2 separate regions of the Rattus norvegicus genome follow, and region 2 is linked to region 1. Evidence: chromatin contacts called from public Hi-C data. All regions are on one chromosome and are shown on one strand. Each heading gives the region's core, a stretch centred on a gene start, on an enhancer-like site or on the middle of the called end of the contact. The rest is flanking DNA. Distances are from core to core; before and after follow the strand shown.

Evidence for each region. A called contact is a pair of places that touch in the nucleus more often than the background predicts.
Region 2: a contact with region 1 is called in a Hi-C map of hepatocytes, with 1.5 times the contacts expected there. The contact joins the promoter of Slc10a1 here to the enhancer-like site in region 1. A contact is called at or near these places in 2 of 12 Hi-C or Micro-C datasets (hepatocytes and liver).

Annotation. Positions count from the first base shown.
Region 1 is chr6:106,303,406-106,310,947 of GRCr8, forward strand. No RefSeq gene overlaps it. Among named protein-coding and RNA genes, the nearest start is that of Srsf5, 30 kb to the right of the region's middle. Within about 2 kb of position 4,841, at least 9 of the 93 cell types and tissues checked have an H3K27ac peak or open chromatin away from gene starts, as enhancers often do. A contact at or near this core is called in hepatocytes and liver, where this site is marked.
Region 2 is chr6:106,354,563-106,362,104 of GRCr8, forward strand. It overlaps Slc10a1 (solute carrier family 10 member 1), which reads right to left and starts at 3,382. Exons shown (of 5, transcript NM_017047.2): 1 at 2,906-3,382. The coding sequence starts at 3,261.

The sequences.
Region 1 (7,542 bases), core at 3,591-6,090:
CAGACTCCGCTGTCTCCGTGAACTTCTGGCCAGCTGGATTGCACTCGGAAGCCAGCAAGTAATGCTCAGCACGTGGTTTCTGTATCAGTTACGTTTTCACAAAGGCCTCACCACACCTTGTCCCAGTTACGCATCTTTTATGGCCATATTCACCACACACAGATGCACACACAAAAAGCAGACCAAACCCAAAACACAAACAAACAAGAACTATGACAGAGTTGAAACCAGGCAAACAATTAGCTTTACATTGTCTCTCACGGCTTGTGTGTCCCTTGTCTGCCTGCATCATGTCCTTCCTTGGTTTCCTTTCTAAATGTTACACTTACAGCTGTTTACATACAAATGTGTATACATGACTGGCCAGGATCCCCTCAGGAGGGAGAACATACTTTTTCTTTCTAAGTTTGGGTGATTTCACTTCATATTATACATTCAAATCCACCCCTCCCCATTTTTCCTTTCAGGTATTCTTTCTTTCTCTCTCTCTCTCTCTCTCTCTCTCTCTCTCTCTCTCTCTCTCTTTCTTTCTTCCTTTCTTTCTTTCTTTCGAGTACACTGTAGCTGTCTTCAGACACATTAGAAGAGAGCATTGGATCCTATTACAGATGGTTGGGAGTCACCAAGTGGTTGCTGGGATTTGAACTCCGGACCTCTGGAAGAGCAGACATTGCTCTTAACCGCTGAGCCATTTCTCCAGTCCCCCTATTTTTCTTCTTAATTATGTGTCTTCATGTGTGTCTCTGTGTGGGTTTGTGCTTGTGAGTGTAGTGGCTGGGGCTGGCCAGAAGAGAACATTTCAGCCCCAGGGATTACAGGCAATTTAAGCTTGCTTAGCATGGGCGCTGAAAACTGAATTAAAGTCCTTTGGAAGAACAGTGTATACTCTTAACCTCGAGGTCCTTTCTAGGCCAAGATTTAATTTTTTAAAAAAAGATTTATTTATTTTATATAAGTACACTATAGCTGTCTTCAGACACACCAGAAGAGGGCATCAGATCCCATTACAGATGGTTGGGAGCCACCATGTGGTTGCTGGGATTTGAACTCAGGACCTCTGGAAGAGCAGTCAGCATTCTTTTTTTTTTTTTTTTTTTTTGGTTCTTTTTTTCGGAGCTGGGGACCGAACCCAGGGCCTTGCACTTCCTAGGCAAGCGCTCTACCACTGAGCTAAATCCCCAACTCCAGCAGTCAGCATTCTTAACCAGTGAGCCATCTCTCCAGCCCCAAGATTTAATTTTTTTAAACACCTGAATACTATTCCTATTTTGATTATGGAGCACATTTATTTATTTATTTATTTATTTATTTATCCATTCATCTGTTGGGTGGCATCCAGGCTGGTTCAGTGTTTGTGCTATAGTAAAAAGGGCCTCAGTGAACATAGATGTGTAAATAACTCTATAGTAGAATATGGATTTCTCTGGATCTATTCCTTGGCATGGAATAGCTGGGTCATATGATAGTTCTATTTTTAATTTTTTTAAGGAACCTTGAAACAAATGTGACTGCATTAATTTGTGCTCTCATCAGCAGAAAAAATTCTAAATATATTATAAAATATTTCGTAGACTACAAACATCTGGAGATTGTATGGAGGACATATAGATAGAAATATAACAGATGTGTGTTTGTTGTGGGAATCTCGAGATCACTGCACTGCATTTAAAGCAAGAAAAGCAACTTGGCCGTTCTACAGTCAGAAAGTCTCAGAGCTGGCAGGACCTGTCTGACAAAACCTTGTCTTGGCAGACAGGTCCGAAGAGAACCTTTGAAATCCACTTTGTTTCCTCAGGTGTGAAAGAGGGTGGGGCTGTGGGTATCCTTGTTCTGGTGAAACAGAACACCCAAGGCAGAACCTGGGGGTGGGGTGGGGGTGGAAGTGGGGGTGAGGGTGGGAGAGGTCCTTCAGCTTTAGGGATGGGGTGTGCACGTGTACGTGCCACAGGGAGCCGAATGGCCAGGGTCCAGTATTTGACATGAGAGTTCGCTTGGCTCTTTGCTGTTTAAACAGCTTGGCCATGGAAAACAATGCAGAGACCAGGAGTGAAATCCTGATAGTAAAAAACAGATAGATCAGGCTGGAGAGATGGCTCAGTGGTTAAGAGCACTGACTGCTCTTCCAGAGGTCCTGAGTTCAAATCCCAGCAACCACATGGTGGCTCACAACCGTCTGTAGTGAGATCTGATGCCCTCTTCTAGTGACATACATAAAATAAGTAAATAAATCTTTAAAAAAAATGGATAGATCAAGCCAGCAGTAGGGGTTCCTCCACAGTGCTTTCATTCAAGAGACCCAGTGTGGCCTAGAAAACAGTTCCACTTTCAAGTGGCTGCAGCCCAGGAAGCAGAAAGGAAGAAATGCTTACAAGGAGCCTGGAGGAATCACATTAATAACATTATCAGCAGAAGCTGCCATTCACTGGGCTCCTTACTCCAGGCCCCTGACCTACCATACTCTGTTGATATTGTGAGTTGATACCCACCACAGCCTGCTGTGCTGAAGACTGACCTTCCTCCCCAGCCAATGGCTCAATTCCTCTGTAAGTTCACGCAAAGGTCCTAGTGCTGGTGATTTGCTCAAAGCCTTCCTGGGCCACGTTTTTGCCATTGTGCCAAGGTGGAACTGGTTCACCAACCCTTGCTGAGAACCCCTACAGCTCTCTGTGGGCTGAAGACAATAATCCAGAGAGTTCGCAGAGGTGTCTTTAGACAGCTCAAAGTTCTGCACGCTGTGCTGAGCAGTTTGGGGGCCTCTAAGCATGGATATGGTTTCATTTTTAGAGATGTAGTTTTATATGTATTTACTCTGTGTGGAAGGGAGTGTGCGCGCGTGTGGTGTGTGTGTGTGTGTGTGTGTGTGTGTGTGTGTGTGTGTGTGTGTGTGTGTGCAGGTGTCTGCGGAGGTCAGAAGGATGTTGGGTCCCCTGGAGCTGATGTTACTCCTGGTTGTGACTTCAGACATGAGTACTGGGGACTTGAACTCTTTCCCTCTGAAAGAGAAGGAAATGCTTTTACCTGCTAAGCCACCTCTCTGGACCTTGACTGTGGTTTTATACTAGAAAGGTGACAGTCGAGAGCGACATCATTGGCTGTAACGTTTAAAGACCAAGCTTTTCCTTTTTTTGGCAGGGGTGAGGGGTGGGTGGTGGTAGGGTTGAGACCGGTTTTCTCTGTGTAGCCCTGGCTGTCCTGGGACTCACTCTGTAGACCAGGCTGGCCTCCAACTCACAGAGATCCACCTGCCTCTCTAGTGCAGGGATTAAAGGTGTGTGCCACCCCTGTTCAGTTCAAAGACCAATCTGGAACATCTGATTAACTTAGTATTTAAATGTTCGTGAACCCTGTGTGATCAGACTGTTATTTAACTAAAATAAGATCCTTCAAAAGGGTAGACGAAGAAGGCTAAAGAGATGGCTTAGCAGTTTAAAACATTTACTCTTGCAGAAGACCTGGATTTGATTTCCAGCACCTACATGGGGGCTTACAACCATTTGTAGCTCCAGTTCTAGGGGTTCCAGTGCCCTCTTCTGACATGTGAGGGCACCAGGCATGCATATAGGACACATACAAACATACAGGCAATGAGTGGATACATCTAATTATTTTAAGCCAACAAAACAAAAAGCAAGCCATTCTTAGTGCCCGAAGTCTTGTTCTCTCAATGATGAACTGAGTTTTGCTACTTGAAGTTGTGTCCGTAAGAGATGCATCCTGTGCTTGCTTTCTGGGTTGTGAGCCGTGTAAGCTTCTGTAAGAGTATGGAGCAGCTTAGATTTCCAGGCTCGGTTGGATCAGGTAAGGGGTTTTGGGTGCAATACGAAACACTGAGCTTAATTTTGTAGTTGTCAGGAAACATTTGTTGTAGCTCTGTTAGTAGTCAGACCCGATGGTTCTATGTTCATTTATTCACGTATCTGTTCGTTCTCTTGTTTATTTGCTTTGTGTGTGTGAGGTTAGAGAACAACTTACAGGAGTCAGTTCTGTAACTCGTAGGCCCCCAGACCTCAGCACAGCTGACTCCATGATGGACAGCACCACTTGCCAAAGTGAGAACAAAGATCTAATCTATCAAAGTACACGGTTCTGGGAAAATCTCTATAGCTCTGCTTCTGGCTAAACGTTCTTGTTAACTAAAGTGTGCCAACCCAGAATATAGTTGTTGTGTTAAAAGCTCACTCTGAGAAAGGTTCAGGGCTACACTGGTGACCCAGTACCTAATGTAGCCACTGGTCAGCTAATAAGGACCTTTTGTTGGCTTAAATCCATGTCTAAGCAGTCTTCTTTGGTGAATACTTCACAAAGGTTCTCTCTCTCTCTCTCTCTCTCTCTCTCTCTCTCTCTCTTCTCTCTCTCTCTGTTGGAAGATTTATTTATTTTGTGTATGTGAGTACTCTATCTGCATGTGCACCCACATACCAGAAGAGGGCATCAGATGACATTATAGATGGTTGTGAGCCACCATGTGGCGACTCAGAATTGATCTCAGGACCTCTGGAAGAGCAGCCAGTTCTCTTAACTGGGGAGCCATCTCTCCAGCCAGTTCTTTCCTATCATGTGGGCTCCAGGAATCAAATTCAGGTCATGTCGGTGGCAGATGCTTGTATCTATTTAAACATCTTTACCTCTGGACTTGCCCTTTCTAACAACCTAGAACAGTGTTCTTAAGGGACTGTGTGGGTCTCCCTTTCTTCAGCAGGGAGGGGGGTGGGGGGTTGCTGGCTACCTGCACACAAGGGCAAAGGGAGCAGAAGCAGCTGGCAGGGTTCTTCAGCCCAGAGGGAAGGGCTGAGGCGGGACTTAAGTGCTGAGTCATGCTGTGCTTGCTGGAAGCTCTATGCAGGGTCATAGTCCAGATAAGACCAGGCACCTGTGCTCAGAGCCGCTCTCCATGCAAGGTTAGGCAAATAAAGGGAAGCCCCACTGAGAAAGGGAGTCCTCCATTTTGCACTGAATTTGGAGAGCTACCCAGACATGGTAAACTGACACCGTAATACCTAGGTTCTCCAACAGGACTGCAGCCAAGGTCTCATAACTTCTTACCTTTGAAAGTATTGCTTTCTAGCCAAGAGCACACTGTGCCTCCATCTCCTGCACGAAATAAGGTTTCCTTACAACACAGTCCTTGTTCCTAATGACACTTCATTGAGACTTGTCCCTGCTCCCTGGAGCTCCAGCCTGACCCAGTCCCCTAAATCCCTAGTCTTGTAAAAGCCCCCTGACTCCTCATTGATGGGCTGTCCCTCCTTTACCATGTGTATTTCCTTCCCACCAGGTTAACAACACTAATTTCATTATACTGTATGCACAGGTCCTTGTCCATTTTCTGTTGCTAATAGCAACAACAAAAACTAGGCAGCTTACAAAGAGTTTTATTAGGTTCATAATTCAGCCACTGGGTCAAGGGGCTCCATCTGATAATATTTTTTCTTGGTGGAACGTCCTGAGGAGGCACAGGGCATGACGTGGCAAGAGATAGGCAGTGTTCCAGAGGCCTAGCCAAAGTGGTTTTATGATTGACTCATCTTTGAGATAACCCACCAAGGCACCAACTGCTTGAACAGTTGAATGAATCCATTCTTGCTCTGGTTTTGTGATTGTTGTTTGTTTTTGAGACAAGGTTTCTCCATGAAGCCATGGCTGTCCTGGAACTTGCTCTATAAACCAAACTGCCCTCAAATTCAGAGATCCACCTGCCTCTGCCTCCCGAGTTGAGTTCTGTTTTTAAAGGCATGTGACAGCACTCCCAGCTAATGAATCCATTTTGCAGAACTTCTTCAATGTCCCATCTTTTTTAGACAAAGTCTAACTCTGGCTAGTCTGGAATTCTCTATGTAGAGCAGACTGGCCTCAAACTCACATAGATTTGCTTGTCTTTGTGTGTTCTCAGCTCTCACCTCTTTTTTTTTTCTTTTCTTTTCTTTTCTTTTTTTTTTTTTTTTTTTTTTTCGGAGCTGGGGACCGAACCCAGGGCCTTGCACTTGCTAGGCAAGCGCTCTACCACTGAGCTAAATCCCCAACCCCAGCTCTCACCTCTTAAAAAAATACAATTCATTTATTTATGAGTGTGGGCTCAAATATAGCAGGGTGTGTGCATATAGAGGTCAGAGGACAACTTGTAGAAGCTGGTTTTCTCATTCTGCTATGTGAGTCTAAGTATTTGAATTCAGGTTATCAGGCTTGGTGGCAAGAATCCTGGTCTCATTTCTTAGTGTCCCACAATTGGCATTTAAACCACAGTATACCCCTGTTGACTTTTTTCTTTTCTTTTCACCTCCTCCTCCTCCTCCTCCTCCTCCTCCTCCTCCTCCTCTTCCTCCTCTTCCTCCTTCAGTTTGTTGTTGTTGGATGTGGGTGTTTTGTTGTTGCTTTTTGTCTGTTTGTTTGATTGATTATTTTGTAGCCTTGGCTGGCTGTCCTGGAACTTGCTCTGTAGACTAGGCTGACCTGGAACTCAGGGATCCTGCCTCTGTGGAATTAAAGGCATGTACCACCATGCCCAACTAGCAGCAGTAGCTGCTGCTGCCTCTTCTTCTTCTTCTTCTTCTTCTTCTTCTTCTTCTTCTTCTTCTTCTTCTTCTTCTTCTTCTTCTTCTTCTTCTTCCTCTTCCTCTTCCTCTTCCTCTTCCTCTTTCTCCTCCTTCTCCTCCTCCTTCTCCCTCTTCTTCTTTTTCTTCTTCTCCCTCTCCCTCTTCCCCTCCCCCTCCTCCTTTTTTAAGAGGAGAAAAAAGATTTAATTTTGAGAGTCCTAGAGAAAGGGTTCTGTCTCCAGTAGACTTCATGCACCTCAGTGGGGCATATCTCTACTCTGTGATATACCATGCTGCTTTACTCATGTTTAAGATGAAGACTCTGATGTCATCTGCCCAAATTACACTGCCAGCAAATGGTAGAGCCTGGTTCTGTAGCCTGGCCACCCACCAATAGCAGCCACCATTCACTGAGCTTTTATCTCTACAGCTTCTGTGTTGGGAACATGAGGGGAGGAGAGAGTCTGGACTGGGAGGCTTTGGGAAGGTCAGTACTGCAGGGAAACCGTGCATTGCACTGCCGCTGTCTGTCCATCACTGAGCGTGAAGGATTCCAACCATCAGGGAGCTTCCCATACAGATAGCTGGGAAGAACTGGCTGCCACTGTGGGCTTGAATGTGATGTGGATACTTAGAGCAGTGACTTGAAACCTGGGTCCAGGTCAAAATCTTGTTTCAAACTTGCTACAAAGTAGGAGATGCTTTAAAAGAAAGAAAGAAAGAAGGAAAGAAAGAAAGAAAGAAAGAAAGAAAGAAAGAAAGAAAGAAAGAGAAAAAAAGAAAAGAAAAGAAAAGAAAGGGGAAAAAAGAGCCGGGAGTCGGGAGGGAATAAAAAAATGAAGGTAAGGGTGCCAGGCTGCAGTGTGGCACGTCTTTAATTCCTGCACTCGGGAGGCACAGGCAGGTGGACTTCTGGTCTACAAGGTGAGTTCCAGGACAACCAGGACATAGAGAAACCCTGTCTCAAAACAAACAACAACAACGAAAACCAAAACCCCAAAACCCAACAAGA
Region 2 (7,542 bases), core at 2,132-4,631, 50 kb after region 1:
TCAGACTTAATCTATTTGGAAGACAGAATAACGGTGAGAGGGCCCTGAGCTGGCTCTGGACACAACTTTTGCCCAGCTATCGGGAGATCTTTGGCAGGTTTCTTGACTTCTGTTTCCTAAGGAGTAAAACAATAAGAGTCTCACCATTTACTTCTAACTCTGGGACATTCTGAGCTTAAAGAGAGGCCTCAAAGTAGGCCTAGGAGCCACATTTGACTCTTGGACACTGCTTGCTTTGCACAGCCTTTTAGATATATTTGGATGACTTGATGATGTTTGAAAATTTGGAGAGTTCACCTAAAAATGGCGACTCAATCTTCTCTTGAAGAGCAGAAAGCTTGGGGCTGAAGAGATGGCTCAGCTGCTAAAAGCACTGGCTGCTCTTCCTGAGGACCAGGGTTCAACTCCCAGCACCCACACAGTGACTCAACCATCTATAGCTCCAGTTTCAGGGGGATCCAGTGCCCTCTTCTGGTCTCCATGGGCACCAGGACATACAAGTGTCTTTACATACATTCAGGTGAAGCATTCATACCTATAGATTTATTTTAAAAAGGAAAAGCAGCCAGGCATGGTGGCACATGCCTTTAATCTCAGCTCTTGGGAGGCAGAGGCATGTGGATCTCTGAGTTCGAGGCCAGCCTGGTCTACAAAGTGAGTCCACAGACCCTGTCTTGAAAAGTCAAAGCCAAAACCAAACTAAGCCAGCAAAAAGCAGGAAGCTGTGATGGCATGAATTTTTTCCTGTACAGTACATTAAGTCTGTTCAGAGAGGCCAGTGCCTTTGAGACTGGTAGGCAGCTTCCAATCACTCTGTCAATGAACAGGCTAGCTCTCAAGACATCTATAGACGCACCAGCTCTAAAGCCAGCCAGCCCCTGACCAGAGGTGCTAAGCCTTTCCTCATCTGTGAATGTGGTTGGTTATGGCACTCCCTCCTGTATGTTACCAATCCGTGTCAGTCGCCAAAACAAGGACCAGTGCAGGACGTATATACGGCGGACAACATGAGTATCGAGGGATTAAAACTGGACTTTGCTGGGGGAGGGGCTGGAGAAACGGCTCAGTGGTTAAGATTACTAGCTGCTCTTCAGCTGATTTGGGTTTGATTGCGAACACCCACGTAGCCATTCACAGCCATCTGGAACTCTAGTTCTAGGGGGATCCAGTGCCCTCTTCTGTCTCTCTTGGGTACTAGGCACACAGTGCAAAGAGACATACATACACATAAAAAAAAAAATAAGTTGGGGCTGGGGATTTAGCTCAGTGGTAGAGCGCTTACCTAGGAAGCGCAAGGCCCTGGGTTCAGTCCCCAGCTCCGAAAAAAAGAACCAAAAAAAAAAAAAAATAAGTTTAAAATTTGACTTTGTCGAAAAGAGTGTTTCGTGAGTGGTTCTCAGCATTGCTGCCATTGCTATAATATTGCACGTAGGAACTTTTCAGGACAGCTGGGATTGAAAGTCTGCCAGTGGGATCTGAGGCCTGGTTAATGTGTATGCGAATGACAGGTTTGCTTAGGAGGAAGAGGCTTTGGCAAACGGTGGCTGCACCAATGCTCCTGGTAGAGTCTGGGATCTAAAACCAAACACTGAGCACAGTGCAGGAGCCATCTCCTTGATCTTACAACAAGCTAGGTGCAGTGGGAGGCCTCCTAGGGCCTCCTAGTGGGGCTGATTAGAGAGGGGCATCATTAACAGCCACCAGTTGATGAGAATGTGATACTTGGTTACACTTAAAAACTTACCCGTTATCCTTCATGCTGTCCTATCGGCTGCTTCCACAGATACACAGATCCCCAGAGTGCCCCCTTTCTGACTAATGCGACTACGAATTCCTTCTGCACCAGAGCTGAGGTTTAACCTGGACATCTTGGAGACAGATAAGGCTTACAGGACAGCATGACTAATGTCTTGCCCCTCCTTCTAGTTGCCCTCATGCTGCCTTGCCTCATCAGGAGAGACTTCTTGGTTGGTTTTCCTTGTAAAGTTTAGTCACAGGCAAGGTGGCCACGGAACCAAGTAGATTGGCTTTGGGTTCCCTCCTTTACTTGACACTGAACGTCTCCACTGAGAGCAAGCCCAGAGGGAGACTGGCTTAAGTCCGAGGCTGTGTTTCTGTGGTGAGTTCAGCCATGGTGTGGGCTGCCCAAGCGAGCTGAGAGGGCCTTCTCTCCTGGGCATTCACTGCTGTTGGTTGCAGCTGTATGAAGGACAGATAATCCACCAAGCCTGAGGAGTCCGGCTCTTCAGAGTGAGACCTCACTGGTTTCTGGTCAGGATGTTCTAGGCTCAGGCTATTGTTAGCCTTTTCCCTGCTTGTTATACTGAGTGAAGCCCAGTCTAACCTGGGCAACTGCTGGGACCTCAATTCTACATGAGGTTTCTTTGGATGGCAATCTCACCACATCTGACACATCTGAAGGGTCTTAGCAGATACTCTGGATGCCCAGATACTGGAGAAAGAGCCTTTGGAATCTCTTCTCTGCAGGAATTTAAAATGTTTGTTTGGTTCCCAGTCACGTTGGCCTGCCTGGAGTGTTCTGGACCCATTATGGCCCCTTTTAGATTTTCAGTCTCAGAACTGATACACCATGTCACATTCAGCTGCCTGCAGTTCTGAGGTACTCTTTCATTGAAATCTCCTTTACAGTGGTCCTGTAGAGACTTCAGGGAGTTTAGGGGTGTCTAACCTACCTCTGGACCAGCTTAATGTTTTTTACTTGTGATTTTTAAAGCAAAGAAACTCCAGAGCCTGCCCCAACTTAGCATAAGCCTTTGGCATTCAACACCAACCTCAATCCAGCTCTTACACCCCCCTCTCCTAGCTCCGGCATAGATCTTCTCCAGATCATGACATCTTTGCAGCACCCCATGCCACACTGCTCCCTCCTAACCCTCTGTCCTACCTGAGGTTCATGTCCCCCTTCATGGCCAGGGTGAAGAGGTTGGACAAGTTCCCCCCGGGAGAGCAGCCACAGATGAGGATGGCCAGAGCTTCAATGTTGCTCAGGTGAAAGATCTTGCCGAGAAGAAAAGCAGCGAGGGGCATGATGCCAAACTGGGCCACCAAGGCAACGATCACCCCTTTGGGCTTCCACAAGTGAGCCTTGATCTTGCTGAATTCCATGGTGCAGCCCAGTGAGAGCATGATAAGCAGCAACATTAACACCAGGATGATGCTAAGCGCCTTGTCTGTGGCCCGGTGGCCAAAGCCAGGCGGCAGGGAGAAATTGAAAGGGGCTGATACGTTGTGCACCTCCATCCTCTGGCACAGCGAACACGGCCCTCGCTCTCTGCTGCTGTCCTTCCTTGCCCAGAGCTTGCTGGATGTTTTCTTCAGTCAGTCCCCTTTCAGGACAGAGTTTGTGGACAAAATGTGGCTGTGGGCAAATAAAAGATTAACCAGCAGAACCACAGTTGTGGTTATAAGAGCCCATAACCTTATGCCCCGGATCTCCTACCTTGCTCAAGTTTCCTGACCTCTGTGACTGCCTGGTGGCACTCATACCCAGCCCAGGGTTGACTCTTCCCCTTCTGCGCATACTTTCCTCATAGTGCTTCTGAGACCCACCCATGACCTGCAACAAAGCAGGTCTACTTTTCCCTTCAGTTCCTGCTTCAAGCTCGGTCTCTGAGGCTTCAGGCTGTTTCCTGAGTAAAGGTGCCTTCCCTATGCCCAGTGAGTCACCATCTGTTGTCAAGAGAAAGAGACTGTTTTGCCTTTGTTTTCCTCCTCTAAGTGGCAAAGGCTAGAGGGCCATGGGACAGGATGGGGGGATGCGGTGTTGCTGTCTTCAGGAGAGGATGTGGCCACGACTTTCTTCCTCTGACACCTTGTTTTGTGCCCATATCTGGAACGTACGTGTCCTGTTGGTGTTGGTATTGGTGTTGGTGGTGGGGCACCATGAATCCTTGAAAGACTTACTTATCTCCAGAGGGGGAAAAACTTTCTGAGGTGCACTGGGCTCTTGGAAGCCTGGAGACTATGCAAAGCACAGCTCACAGGAAGCTCCAGTTGTGAAGACCAACTAACTGGGGCCTGAGGTATCCATGGTATCGAGAAACTTTTGAGAAGGAGGTGAGGCTGTGTTAATCTTGAGATTTACCAGATAGGAAATTAATTCCACTATTTTGGGCCATATTTAAAGCAAGCTTTATTGACTGTTGAATACTGACCAGGACATGGGCTTCGGGCAGAACCAGATCCTGGAATGTTCCAGCTGAGTACCCCGAGGTACACATGTAGAGGGGTTTCTAAAGACTGATCTATGAACCACTTTCCCATGAGGCATTGTTATTTTTCCAAGAATGACAACTTCTGATCTTCTAGGAAGTTACCAGGTCCTTGGGCAGGTGGGGTGTGCACGCTCATTTTGGGCATTTCAGATGGGCAGTCTTTTCTTACGATGCTCCCAATGGCTTTATTTTTTTGCATGCTGCACCCTGTCCCTCACGATGGAAGCCAGGTGGGAGGCACACCTCAGCAGCAGCGTGAGAGAGGCAGGTACAGCCATCCTGGGCCTCACTCCCCCCCACTCACCTCAGCAGTGAGATAGAGTCGGTCTGTCAGATGTACAGTTTCCTCTCGGCTGTTGGGAACCCCTAGCCTTGTGGCCTTCTAATTGCTGAGATCTGGGATAATGCATAATCATTTTATTTTGGTCTTAACATGTAGCCCACATGGACTTGAACCTATGGTGCTCATGTCTCTTCCTTTCCCACGCAGAGTGAATAGGCTACTGTGGTTTGGGGTAGTGACAAGTTTGTGGCTTAGTGTTAATTACTTGGAAACAAGAGCTCCTTCACACTCTTGCTCTTGTAGGTTTGGTTCCCAGTATCCATGTTAGGAGGATTAAACCACCTGCAACTCCAACTTCAAGGGATCTGATCTTCTCTTCTGGCCTCCACAGGTACCCATACTAACACATGGTGCCTCCCCTCCCTTTCCCATACATATATTTAAGATAAACTAAAAAAGAAAAAAGAAAAGAAAGTGAGAGATTTCAGCAATGGCATTGGTGGCCTCTGGAACCATGTACAGATGAGGATTCAAATGTAGTCCACACAGACCAACATCACACCCATGAGGCAGCTGCTCCCCGGAGTTGTACGGTGCACAGCATGGACGCTGGCCCTAGGCAACATGAAACTTCCCTTGGAGAAGTTTCTGATCCCTTCTCCTTGGAGAGTCTCTGATGTGGATGTTTTCCTGATGTTTGAGTTGGACTGGGCTCAAGAGAAGGGCTGGCAGAGGGCTGGCAGAGGGCTGGGCAGTGTATGTGGATGCTAATTGTTGGAAGACGATGTGATTAAGGTAGCAGTCCACCATGTCTGGGTAGCTCTCCAAGCTTGATGCAAAATGGAGGAGTCCCTTTCTCAGAGGGGCTTCCCCCTTTCCTCTGACTTCATCTGGAGAGTGTCTCTGAGCAGGTGCCTGACATTATCTGGAGGACAACTCTGTTCAGAGCTTCCTGTAAACACTGCATGATTTCAGCACCTAAGTCCCCCTGAGCTTTTGCCGCTAAGTGATAATTAGGTGTCAATCAGCCCTCCTGCCTTAATGTAACCCTAAGAGCCCTTATCCTACCCCTGAAACAATAAAGTTGAGCTATGTCTTAGGGTTTTACTACTGGGAAGAGACACCATGACCAAGGCAACTCTTATAAGGACAACATTTAATTGGGGCTGGCTTACAGGTTCAGAGGTTCAGTCCATTATCATCAAGGCAGGAGCATGGCAGCATCCAGGCAGGCATGGTGTGAGTTCTACATCTTCATCTGAAGGCTACTGGCTTCCAGGCAGCTAGGATGAGTGTCTTAAAGCCCACGTCCACAATGACACACTTCCTCCAACAAGACCACACCCACTCCAACAAGGCCACACCTCCTAATAGTGCCACTCCCTGGGCCAAGCACATTCAAGCCATCACAAATTGTCTCACTGAAACTGACTCCTAGAAGTCCTTCCATCATACTCATGGCTGTCCAAACCCTGCTCTCTGCTTCTGCTCTCCCTGCTATCATGGACCTGTGGCTGATGGTCCCCGAGGAGAGGGAGATCCACAGCTAGCCATTCTGAGTACTAGGGGTATCCTGAAGGAGGCTGCTTTCTCTCTTTGGAGAAAGCCAACACAGGTAGGCATTCTTTCTCTCTGTTTTCTGGCCACCATCATTTGATTGGTTGCCCAGGGCCATGCAGAAAGAATGACAGATGGACTGTGGTGTCCCCCCCAAACCCCCATTGGTGTGAACCCAGCCACAATGGGTGCTCCTCTGTCTAGGCATCACCCTGAGGACTACATGTCCCAAGGACTTCATGCTGCTGTGGAGCTCCCTCTTAATCTAAGAACTAACTGTGTGGAAGCTCTAAAGGGGTTTCCAGTCCCTCACTGGGCAGTATCTCTGTCACTCACAATAGTGCTTGATCTTTCGGAGCCATTGCTGCTGGAGCAGATTAATGGTGCAGTCACCACCCTAAGAAAGAACTTAGAGATGTAGATTGTCAGCAATGACCACCACCCTTAGAGAGCATTTGGAAAAATAAAATTGTCAGTGAAGCCAGGTTGAGATGTATTTGCTACTGGCTCTGATGTAGAAAATCTTAGGGAACAAATTGAAGTTCAGAAAGGCACACTCTTATTAGTTAAGCTAGGACCCTTTATGGTCGGGGAACAAGAACAATGGTAACACTGGCTGACGTCTTACACCTATTTTACCCTCACCTTCCTGATATAATTTAATAAGAACTGCTGATGAGTAGATGTGCATCCTGAGGTTTTAAAGTAGACATAACTGAATTTTATACAATGGTTTAGATTTGTAGCTCTTTTATAATTCTTATAAGATTACCTCTAAAGATAAACAATAAACTAATGAATCCTTTCTTTGTAACTACAATAAGAGAAACTTGGCTGAGCAAACTACCGTGCGTCTCACACTTTGTTAATCTATAACAGCTTAGTTACCGATGTTCATGGGTGCTTGGGAATAATTTGTTTTCTTTGCCTGTACTGTGCAATGTTATTTCTTGTGAAAGGTATGGGGGAACATACTGGTTTTTTCATAGTCATTCACTAGAAGAAAGCTAAAATGTAATCACCTTGTAATTTTGAACCGCTTGAAAGATTTGGCTGGGATATAGAAGCCATGGGAGAAAAAATAAAGTTGGAACATTGTTCCTTTCACTTACCAATTATGTGTCTGTATGCATATATGTATATAAGTATATATGTATGTGTATGTATATGTGTGTATGTAAAGTTTGTGTGGGAATGGGTTGAAGATGTTCTAAATGGGTTAAATCTGTTCTAATGGGTTAAATCTGTATGTGTAAATCTGTATGTGTAAAACTTGTGTGGGTGTATATTGGAGTTTGCTCCATCCACCAACTGTGTGTGTGTGTGTGTGTGTGTGTGTGTGTGTGTGTGTACATATGTACATACGTCTATGTGTGAAATGCTTGGAGCCTGCTTGCTGGAACTTTGCTCCATCCAGTCAGTGTGTGAATATGTATATGTCTGTCTGCATGTATTTGTATGTATGAA